Linked DNA regions of Mus musculus: all the other regions are linked to region 3. A link is a contact called in public Hi-C and Micro-C data. All regions are on one chromosome and are shown on one strand. Each heading gives the region's core, a stretch centred on a gene start, on an enhancer-like site or on the middle of the called end of the contact. The rest is flanking DNA. Distances are from core to core; before and after follow the strand shown. Region 1 overlaps Plcb4 (phospholipase C, beta 4). Region 2 overlaps Plcb4 (phospholipase C, beta 4). Region 3 overlaps Plcb1 (phospholipase C, beta 1).

Region 1 (2,700 bases), core at 73-2,572, 280 kb after region 3:
GAGCACGAGGCAAACCTAGCTGCTGTGGACAATCTGAAGCAGCCCCATATCCCACAGTTGGGATTAAAGTGAAAATATATTCTTATACCGTTTCTGTGGTTTTAAAAGAAACTAAAATTCAAAAATTCTTACTACACTTAATTCTGCCAGGAAACGGCAAAGAGGTTGATGAGTGACCAGAAATCCACAAGTTCGGTTTGAAGGACAACAGAGAGGGCAGGAGGATGAAGGAGAGGATGGGGGCTGTTGGATTGCCTGGTGGTTTTGAGATGGAGTCAAACACATGATTTAGCCCATAGCCTTTGGAGGAATGCCTGGACTTGAGGCCAAAGATAAAATAGTAATTTAACCCTTAACACTTACCATCATTTAGAATAATATGGATTGTACATACTCTAAAAATATTAGAGATATGTAAGCAAACTGAAGACAGTGTTTTAAAAAATCATTGGATATTTAGTGGGAAACATATTGTGTCATCTTATAGTGATGCTCCAAATATAGTGTCATCATTACGTGTAACATTTGTTTTTATTTTATTTAATGTATATATTCATGTGTATCTGTCTGAATGCGTGTGTATGCATGCCTTGCATGCCTGTGTTCGTGAATGTGTGTGTGTGTTTCTGTAAGTGCATACATCCATGAGGGCAAGATAACGATGTTGGATCCTCTAGAACAGCAGCTATTGTACCAGCTGATCTGGGTGCTTAAATCAATCTGGGGGCCTTAGGAAGAACACCAGGTTTTTCTCGTTCTTCTCTTCTTCTTTCTGATGGACTGAATATACTTTCACTGGTACCTTGAGTATCCATCTGTTCTCCGTTTCTGAGTCCCCTATGCCTGCTCGTAGCTTATCTGCCATGTGTTTGACCTTCACACTGGCATAGCTCAGACAGCATGGCCTCCTTCTCTCTTTTTCTTCTCCATTTTTCCCTTCCAGGCACCTCCTGAGCTTTGCTGCCCCGAGGTTTAACTCTAGTATGATGGTCCATTCTTATTTTATTAATGATCCTAAGGACCCTGATTTGCCCCATAACTTGATCAGATCTCCTGGATCTTAAGTGCCAAGTTCTAGAATTGCACTCAGGCTCTGTGCCCTGCAGGGACTCGTCTGTGTCTCCGTCCTTCCTTTTCTCAGTCTTTGCTCTGGGCTTTCCCTGCTGTCACCTTCTCTTGCTTTGTACCTGACCACACCAAAACTTACTGGCTGGAAACAACAGCCAGCATTTCATGTGTCTGTGGGTTGACTGGTCTCAGCCAGGCAACACGGCTCCGGGAGAGACTGGAGCAGTTGCTCTTTTTGTGGTTGGAGTGTTTGAGATGACTCATTGAACATGAGCAGTTGGCTTCAGGGATGAGCTCAGCTAGAACGTCTCCGGTCTTGTCTGGGCTGCTCCCTCCACGTGGAGTGGTCGGATCACTGAAAAGCACGAGATGCTCAGGAGGACCCTTGTCAAGCGCAAAAGCAGAAGCCACTTAAGAGAGGAGCAGCTGGATGACAAGTCCATCCTCTCTGTTGTTCTTCAAACCGAACTTGTGGATTTCTGGTCACTCATCAACCTCTTTGCCGTTTCCTGGCAGAATTAAGTGTAGTGAGAATTTTTGAATTTTAGTTTCTTTTAAAACCACAGAAACGGTATAAGAATATATTTTCACTTTAATCCCAACTGTGGGATATGGGGCTGCTTCAGATTGTCCACAGCAGCTAGGTTTGCCTCGTGCTCTGGCAGGGGTGATTTTTCCAGCTGCAGATAGTTTCTGAGCCTGTGTGAGGATGTTTGGAATTCTGGGGTCTTTTTAGAGGGTGTATGAATGCTAGGGCCACAAGAGTGGGGTGGGTTGTTGTTATTCGCTATGGGTCATGGATAAGTAGGCATGCACAAAGGAAAACCAAGAAGAAATCGGATATCCTTGCATTCTGAAGGTCACCCCAACCAGAGAGCCAGGTTTGAGAAGAGGGAAAATAGACTTGATTGATATCTTAACAGGATGAGGGCCATATAATTTGTACTACATTTTTTTTTCAACCAAGTCTGCCATGTCTCTTAATATCCTCTATTACCCACTCTGGAAACTTTTAGTTAAGTGTTAATCACCAATTGTCAGTGGCTACTGTGTCTTAGTTCAAATGCTCCCAAGAGACACTAGTGTTTGTTTCTGTCTGCCCAGCAGTCATCTGTGGTTCAGAGGGGCAGGTGTGTGCTACTGAGGGCTCTTGTTTTATTTTGAGACGCTTATGGTAGGCATGTTGTTTCAGAAGAACGATGATCAGTGTTGGCAGATGAGTGGAGATAATTTGCACGCTGAGGATTCTGTGGAGGAACTCACACTGTCTGCCTATCCAACTCCACATTCCTTTACGAGGCCAGAAAGCCCCACCTCACTCTTCTTTCTTCTAACTTTCCTGCGGCCATTCTCTTTCTTGCTTTTCATGATCATGTTGTTGTTATTATTATTATTATTGTTGTTGTTAATGTTGTTACTGTCATTATTGTTGTTGTTGTTAGTTATTATTTTAAGTTTCTTTATTTTATTTTGTTTCTTTTCTTTTTCTTTTTCCTTTCTTTTCTTTTTTTTTTTTTTTTTTTTTTTTTGGACAATATCTTCTAATTATTCAAGACTGGCTTTGAACTTGGCATCCTCCTGCCTCAGCCTGCCCTGTGCTGGGATGATAGGCTTAAAGCACAATTCCAATCT
Region 2 (2,700 bases), core at 30-2,529, 410 kb after region 3:
AGTCATCATTCAGCTGGCCCACGAGGGTCGCAGGAAACAGGAAGGGTTATGAAGAAAAGCAAAGGTATTTTTGGCACTTGTGCAAGACTTTATCTCAAGAACACGAGCTCATTGTGCTATCTACTAAAACCTTAAGCTATGTTTGATCTCATTCCTTTGTGAAGGGAATGGACTGTTTTGATAAGCTCCTCACAGTTGTAGGGTATTTTTTTAAGTTATTCTTTTAGAACTAATAGGCAGTGAAGCTGTTTTCCTGACTTGACTTTTATGAGCCCCAGTTTTATCTCTCATCGCTTATCTGATGTGAAATGGTTGCAATATCTGAAGAAAACTTAGTTGAGTCATACAGAAATCTTAATAACTTCAGGCTCTTGGGGTATCTCTGTATGCTAACTTAGATTTTAATATTATAGAAATGCAACAGTGACCTTTACATAAAGCCTTCACAAAATTACTTTGTGATATAAGCTACCAGAGACATGGGGACTTTCTTGAGGTGACAGTACACAGTATTGATCTGCATTTTGTGGTTTATGTTATACCTATCTTTCCTTTATGCTAAACAGCACTAATTTTCATATTTTTGAGCTGGGGGAAAGGCAAGTGTTTTTTTTTTTTTTTTTTAAGTTGTATTTTCCTTGTGGGCCAGCTCATTTGACTGTGGTTAAAGAGACTATTGTCTTGGTTCTGACAGGCTTCACGCTTTAGAAATGAGTTGACAAGATAGGAAACTCCATTAGTTTGTTTTAGCTTTTTAATTTTAAGACATTTTGGGCACAGGGGCCTGAAGCAGCTGCATGTGAAGGTTTGTGACAAGTATTAATTCAGGATATTGTATTCAGTTTAGAAAACAAAATGATTACTATTTGGCACACAAGCTGTGACTTCCCAAAATTGATGTTGGCTAGAATCCTGAAATCAAGAGTTCCTTTGTCTTCCAGATATTGGCACAGAGATGGCTAAAAATGTCCAAAGCCTGCAGCTAGTAGCTTTAACTTCTCACTATATTTCCCATCATTTCTAGTTTAGGGTAGAACAAGGCTTAGGAGGTATAGTCATAGTTTGTCAAGTGTCTTCTGTGCTCTTCCTCATGGCTTGAATGTTTCAGGTCCCTTTCAATCCAAAATGATTTAACCCCAAAAGATACGTCAAGACTATCTACAGATGGAAAAACGGGGCAGCATTCCGTAACAGCCAGCCATTCTGCAGCTAACTACTCACCCTGAGCTCTCACCAAAACTCTTTCCAGAATAAACATCAGGACATGGTTCACTGCATATCTGTGGTGAAGGAATGGTTAGACTTTGATTCACAGGAATTTGTAAAGAGCCTGGAGTGTCATAGTGGCTTGTACCAACCCAGTGTTATTTTCTGAAGGACAACAGAGGAACAGATAAATCATGTCACTCGTCCAGCAGAGAAGCCTTTGGTCACCTGTAAGAAGGAAAGTGACCTTCTGCGTCCTTAAGTGGATTGTAGTATCTACTCTATGAAACTGCTCACTTCATTGTGAAATAATTCTTAGTTTCCTGATAATTTATAGTCTGTATTCCTGGCTAGGCATATAACCTATATGATAGAGTACTTACCATATGCAAGACAATAGGTTTCAGCCCTGGCACTGAAAAGTAAAAATAAACAAAATAATAGATGAATAAATGCAATTAATTATGTGCTCCTGAGATCATTGGTTTTTATCTGTGATTCTTACTCTTGACTGAAAACAAAATGACCATATTGTTCCCTCCTCGAAGTTCTTAAAGAAGTCCCCTGACTGGGCCTGAGAAGTCAGGCTAGTGGTGTGATAAGCTTCTCCTTTCTTCCATTGCCTCGGGTTTTCAGCTTCAGATCTTGCTCCATTACTGGGAGAGCTCATTTGGACTCTGCTGTCATATAGTCTTACCTTGTGTGACATAAATGGTCCATTGTCATCAGACCACTCTTCTGTTGACAGGCTTCTGAAGATTGTAGCACACACGGTCACAGAATATTTAAATGATGGCATCTGGTGGTTGGCTGAGATTGTCATACCCTTTGATCAAGCACTTCTGAAAACTGATTAAGATTTAAGCAACCACCTCTTCACCATTAGCTCATTAAAGTTGAAGTTCACCCACAGCTTACCTGTTTATCATAGGAAAAGGCCAAGTTCCTTTGCTTTTTGTTATTTTAACAAGCACCTGAAATAATTAGGTAATAAAAAGAAAAGGTTTGGGCTCATAATTTTTTGTAGGCTGTTTCCTGACCAGTCAGCTATGTCACCTTGAGATTTTGTTAGTATATAATTAGATGACAGGAGAGAACCACTCAACTATTGACTTGGAATGAAAGAGGGAAAGAAGAAGAGGTTGGGTACCAGTGGCCTCTTCAAGAGAATGCCCCCAATAACTTGAAGACCTCACACCAGGGTATGCCTCTTGAAGACCATACCACTAGCCGGAAGTTGATGGGTCAAGGACCAAGCCTTTAGCCCATGTCCTTAGGAACAACACATTAATCTAAAACAGAGCAGCATCCATGAGGATCTTGGCATTGCTTGCTGTTAGTAGATGTTAACAATTGTAAGTACTCTTTCAAGATGTTAGCAGTTGTATATATTCTTCCAAAAAGCCTTTTCTTAGTAGTGAGCTCAGCTCCGGCATGTTTGGATACTTGACCTCCCAGAAGAAGGCTGGTGAAGATGGCTCAAGAAGCAGCTGA
Region 3 (2,700 bases), core at 199-2,698:
TCCTTAGCTTTTCTACATATACAATTAGCCCAAGAATTTGCATTACTAACAAGATTGTGGTGACCTTGATAGCCTTCAAGTCCGTGAGACCTCACACATTTTGTCTGACCTATCCCAACACATTTCTGAGTTGTGTTTTCATTGTGTCACCAGAAGCACATTGCCTTCCTCTGTTAGTGAAACCGAGGAGGCCCTGACGCATTTTCAAAACACTTTGAAACAGGGAAACTTTCCCACCTCTCAAAAAGGCAGGCAATGCAGAAGTTGAAACATTTTCATGGCAGCTGAGAAGTCTGTCAAATTTCTTTTCTTTTTGGAGACACTGAGAATTGGAACCAGGACCTCATGCGTGCTAGAAAAGCATTCTGCTGTAAGCTTGTCCTCAGCCTGCTTCTCATTTCCATTTTGAGACAGAGTCTTGTGAAGTTGCCTGGGCTGGCCTTGAACTTGTGACTCTCTGGCTTCAGCCTCTTAAGTAGCTGACAGTACAGGCCTGTGCCACCTGTAAAACTTATGTCTCATTTATACTCATTCATCATGAGCATGTGTTGAAACAGTGACTCATAGGAGGACTTACATTTATAGGAATTATGTTGCTTCATCTTCCAAGTGGCATTTATGCATCACGTAACCAATTATGCATGATAGTTTTTATGATTGATTAGGTTATTAGTCTCTGCTTTATCATGGGATATTTTTACCCAGGATGTTTTATATTAGTTAGCATAAAATTAGACAACATATTCAGGTTTTTCAAAACCTGTTTAGAATTCTTGAATTTTTGTGGGTTGCTGAGACAGTAGGTCTCACTGCATATCCCTGACTAATCTGTTCATCCTCCTGCCTCCTTCCCATGAGTTCCTGGGATTACAGGAATGTATTACTATGCTTCACCCCACTCTGGCCACTCTTCCTCTCATGGTCATTTTAGAATGTAACAGAAGGACAATGGAAGTGACCCAATGGGCTTGTATTGAACTTAAGTGGCTGTCATTTAGAAAATATGCAAGGGAGCCAGCATTCCATGATAACCATTACTGTGGTCTTGAGTAATTCCTTCCCTGTGATGGCATGGACGGGTGATTGTTCATTGTGTCCTTGCCTGTGTACACATCTTGGAATGATACTTGTCAGTGTATCACGCTATTGTTTTGGAGAAGACATTTTCTCACTAATCTGGGAACTCTGTAAGATCAAGGCTGTTTCATGTTCCTGTCCCTTGTATCACAGGGCCAGGTACAAAGAAGTACACTTTTAAAATCTGGCTGTATGAGATAATCAGGAAATGTATTAGGAAGTGAAGGGAAAAAAATAGACATTAGTGTAAGCAGAAAATGAACCACAGGTCAGGGCTTACTGTCCACTTCCAAGCACATGCTATATATAATGTGAAGCTATGTTGGCTCTCTCACTACTGTGATTAACTGAGTACAGAACAGGGTTAGTGGAACCCAGTAGACTTTCCTGTCACAAGTGAGATGAATCATAGCTCTTGTGCTGTTATTTACCATGCTTAAATCCAGGATTCCTCAGAAAGGATTTTAATCCTCTGCATTGAACAATTTATAGAAGACCCCCCTCCCCCCAGTTTTTGAGACCTATCCAGGATATGGTCGCTGCAAACAGTAAGCTTTTGCTTTTTATCTCTGCCTTGTTACTCAAGCAGAAAAAAAAAAAGGACTGGTGTTTTAAAATTGATTTACAATAGAACTGAACTGAAGTAACCTGACCTGTGGTTATGAAATTAGCTTCACTACAGCAATAAACCATAGATGCTATATATTTTAGCCACTGATGGAAGAAAGGGGCAATTTTTCCCATTTCTATAGTTTCCTTGTAAAAGAAAAAATGATAAAGATTGATGTGAAGTAATAATGTCCCTGGGTTTCATAACACCAGCTCTTTCTTATAGCTATGGAGTAGCTTTAAAGTATTCAAAATTTACAGTTGGCATTATTCTCTAATTTCTACTTTAAATTCAGAATAAGCAAAAAGGCCTACAGCAACTTTAAGAGTCTATCCTTACGTTATAAAGATTGGCTAATAAAGGTGAATCATGAAGAGGAGAAATATTTATAGTATCTTGGTGTATATTCAGCATTTCATTAATTCCAGTGTAAATTAGACAATTTAAATTGTGTGTGTAAGAATGTATCCATAGACTACTAGCTGCTATGACAAACAGTGCCAGAACTGGCTTCTGTTAAATAATAATAGAAGTCATGCATGAATGTTCCCAGTTGGCCACCTTCTTTCTACCTTGTGGTTCAGAGTATCAGGTTCCTTTCATGCTGTGGGTCACATGACAGAGCCACATTGGCAAACTATTAAAACATCATGGTGCCCCTATGTGCTTTTTTAAAAACAATTAATATATTCTAATCCTTTTAAATAAACCATTGTTATCATTCCTGACTTCCTACTCCCTTAGTTTCTCTTCCTCTACCTCCAAGCCAAGTTTCTACTTTTGTGTACTTTCTCTATTGTTTCTTTTAATTATTATAGTTATATGACTGTGCATATATAAATATATCAACAAAACATGCTGAATCCATTTAGTGTTACTCATAGATACTTAGGGCAGCCCATTTGGTATTGGATAACCTACCATGGTCTCATCCCCAGAGAAGACTGATTCTCCCTCTCTCAGCAATAATGAATTGCCCATAATTCTTCATTTAGCGACTGGGCTTTGTGAGA

Evidence for each region. A called contact is a pair of places that touch in the nucleus more often than the background predicts.
Region 1: a Micro-C map of muscle stem cells shows a contact between it and region 3, with 4 times the contacts expected there. The contact joins two enhancer-like sites. A contact is called at or near these places in 8 of 484 Hi-C or Micro-C datasets (adipose-derived mesenchymal stem cells, cochlea, forebrain and 4 more) and 1 of 9 other capture datasets (pancreatic islet).
Region 2: a contact with region 3 is called in a Hi-C map of adipose-derived mesenchymal stem cells, with 2.5 times the contacts expected there. The contact joins two enhancer-like sites. A contact is called at or near these places in 2 of 484 Hi-C or Micro-C datasets (adipose-derived mesenchymal stem cells and nephron progenitors).

What each region holds. Positions count from the first base shown.
Region 1 is chr2:135,736,384-135,739,083 of GRCm38.p6, forward strand. All of the region lies in intron 1 of Plcb4 (phospholipase C, beta 4), which reads left to right. Among named protein-coding and RNA genes, the nearest start is that of Gm14210, 75 kb to the right of the region's middle. Within about 2 kb of position 1,323, at least 67 of the 459 cell types and tissues checked have an H3K27ac peak or open chromatin away from gene starts, as enhancers often do. A contact at or near this core is called in adipose-derived mesenchymal stem cells, granulosa cells and muscle stem cells, where this site is marked.
Region 2 is chr2:135,862,657-135,865,356 of GRCm38.p6, forward strand. All of the region lies in intron 3 of Plcb4 (phospholipase C, beta 4), which reads left to right. Among named protein-coding and RNA genes, the nearest start is that of Gm14210, 51 kb to the left of the region's middle. Within about 2 kb of position 1,280, at least 45 of the 459 cell types and tissues checked have an H3K27ac peak or open chromatin away from gene starts, as enhancers often do. A contact at or near this core is called in adipose-derived mesenchymal stem cells, where this site is marked.
Region 3 is chr2:135,453,228-135,455,927 of GRCm38.p6, forward strand. The region is part of intron 31 of Plcb1 (phospholipase C, beta 1); the gene reads left to right. Among named protein-coding and RNA genes, the nearest start is that of Gm31993, 87 kb to the right of the region's middle. Within about 2 kb of position 1,449, at least 33 of the 459 cell types and tissues checked have an H3K27ac peak or open chromatin away from gene starts, as enhancers often do. A contact at or near this core is called in adipose-derived mesenchymal stem cells, granulosa cells and muscle stem cells, where this site is marked.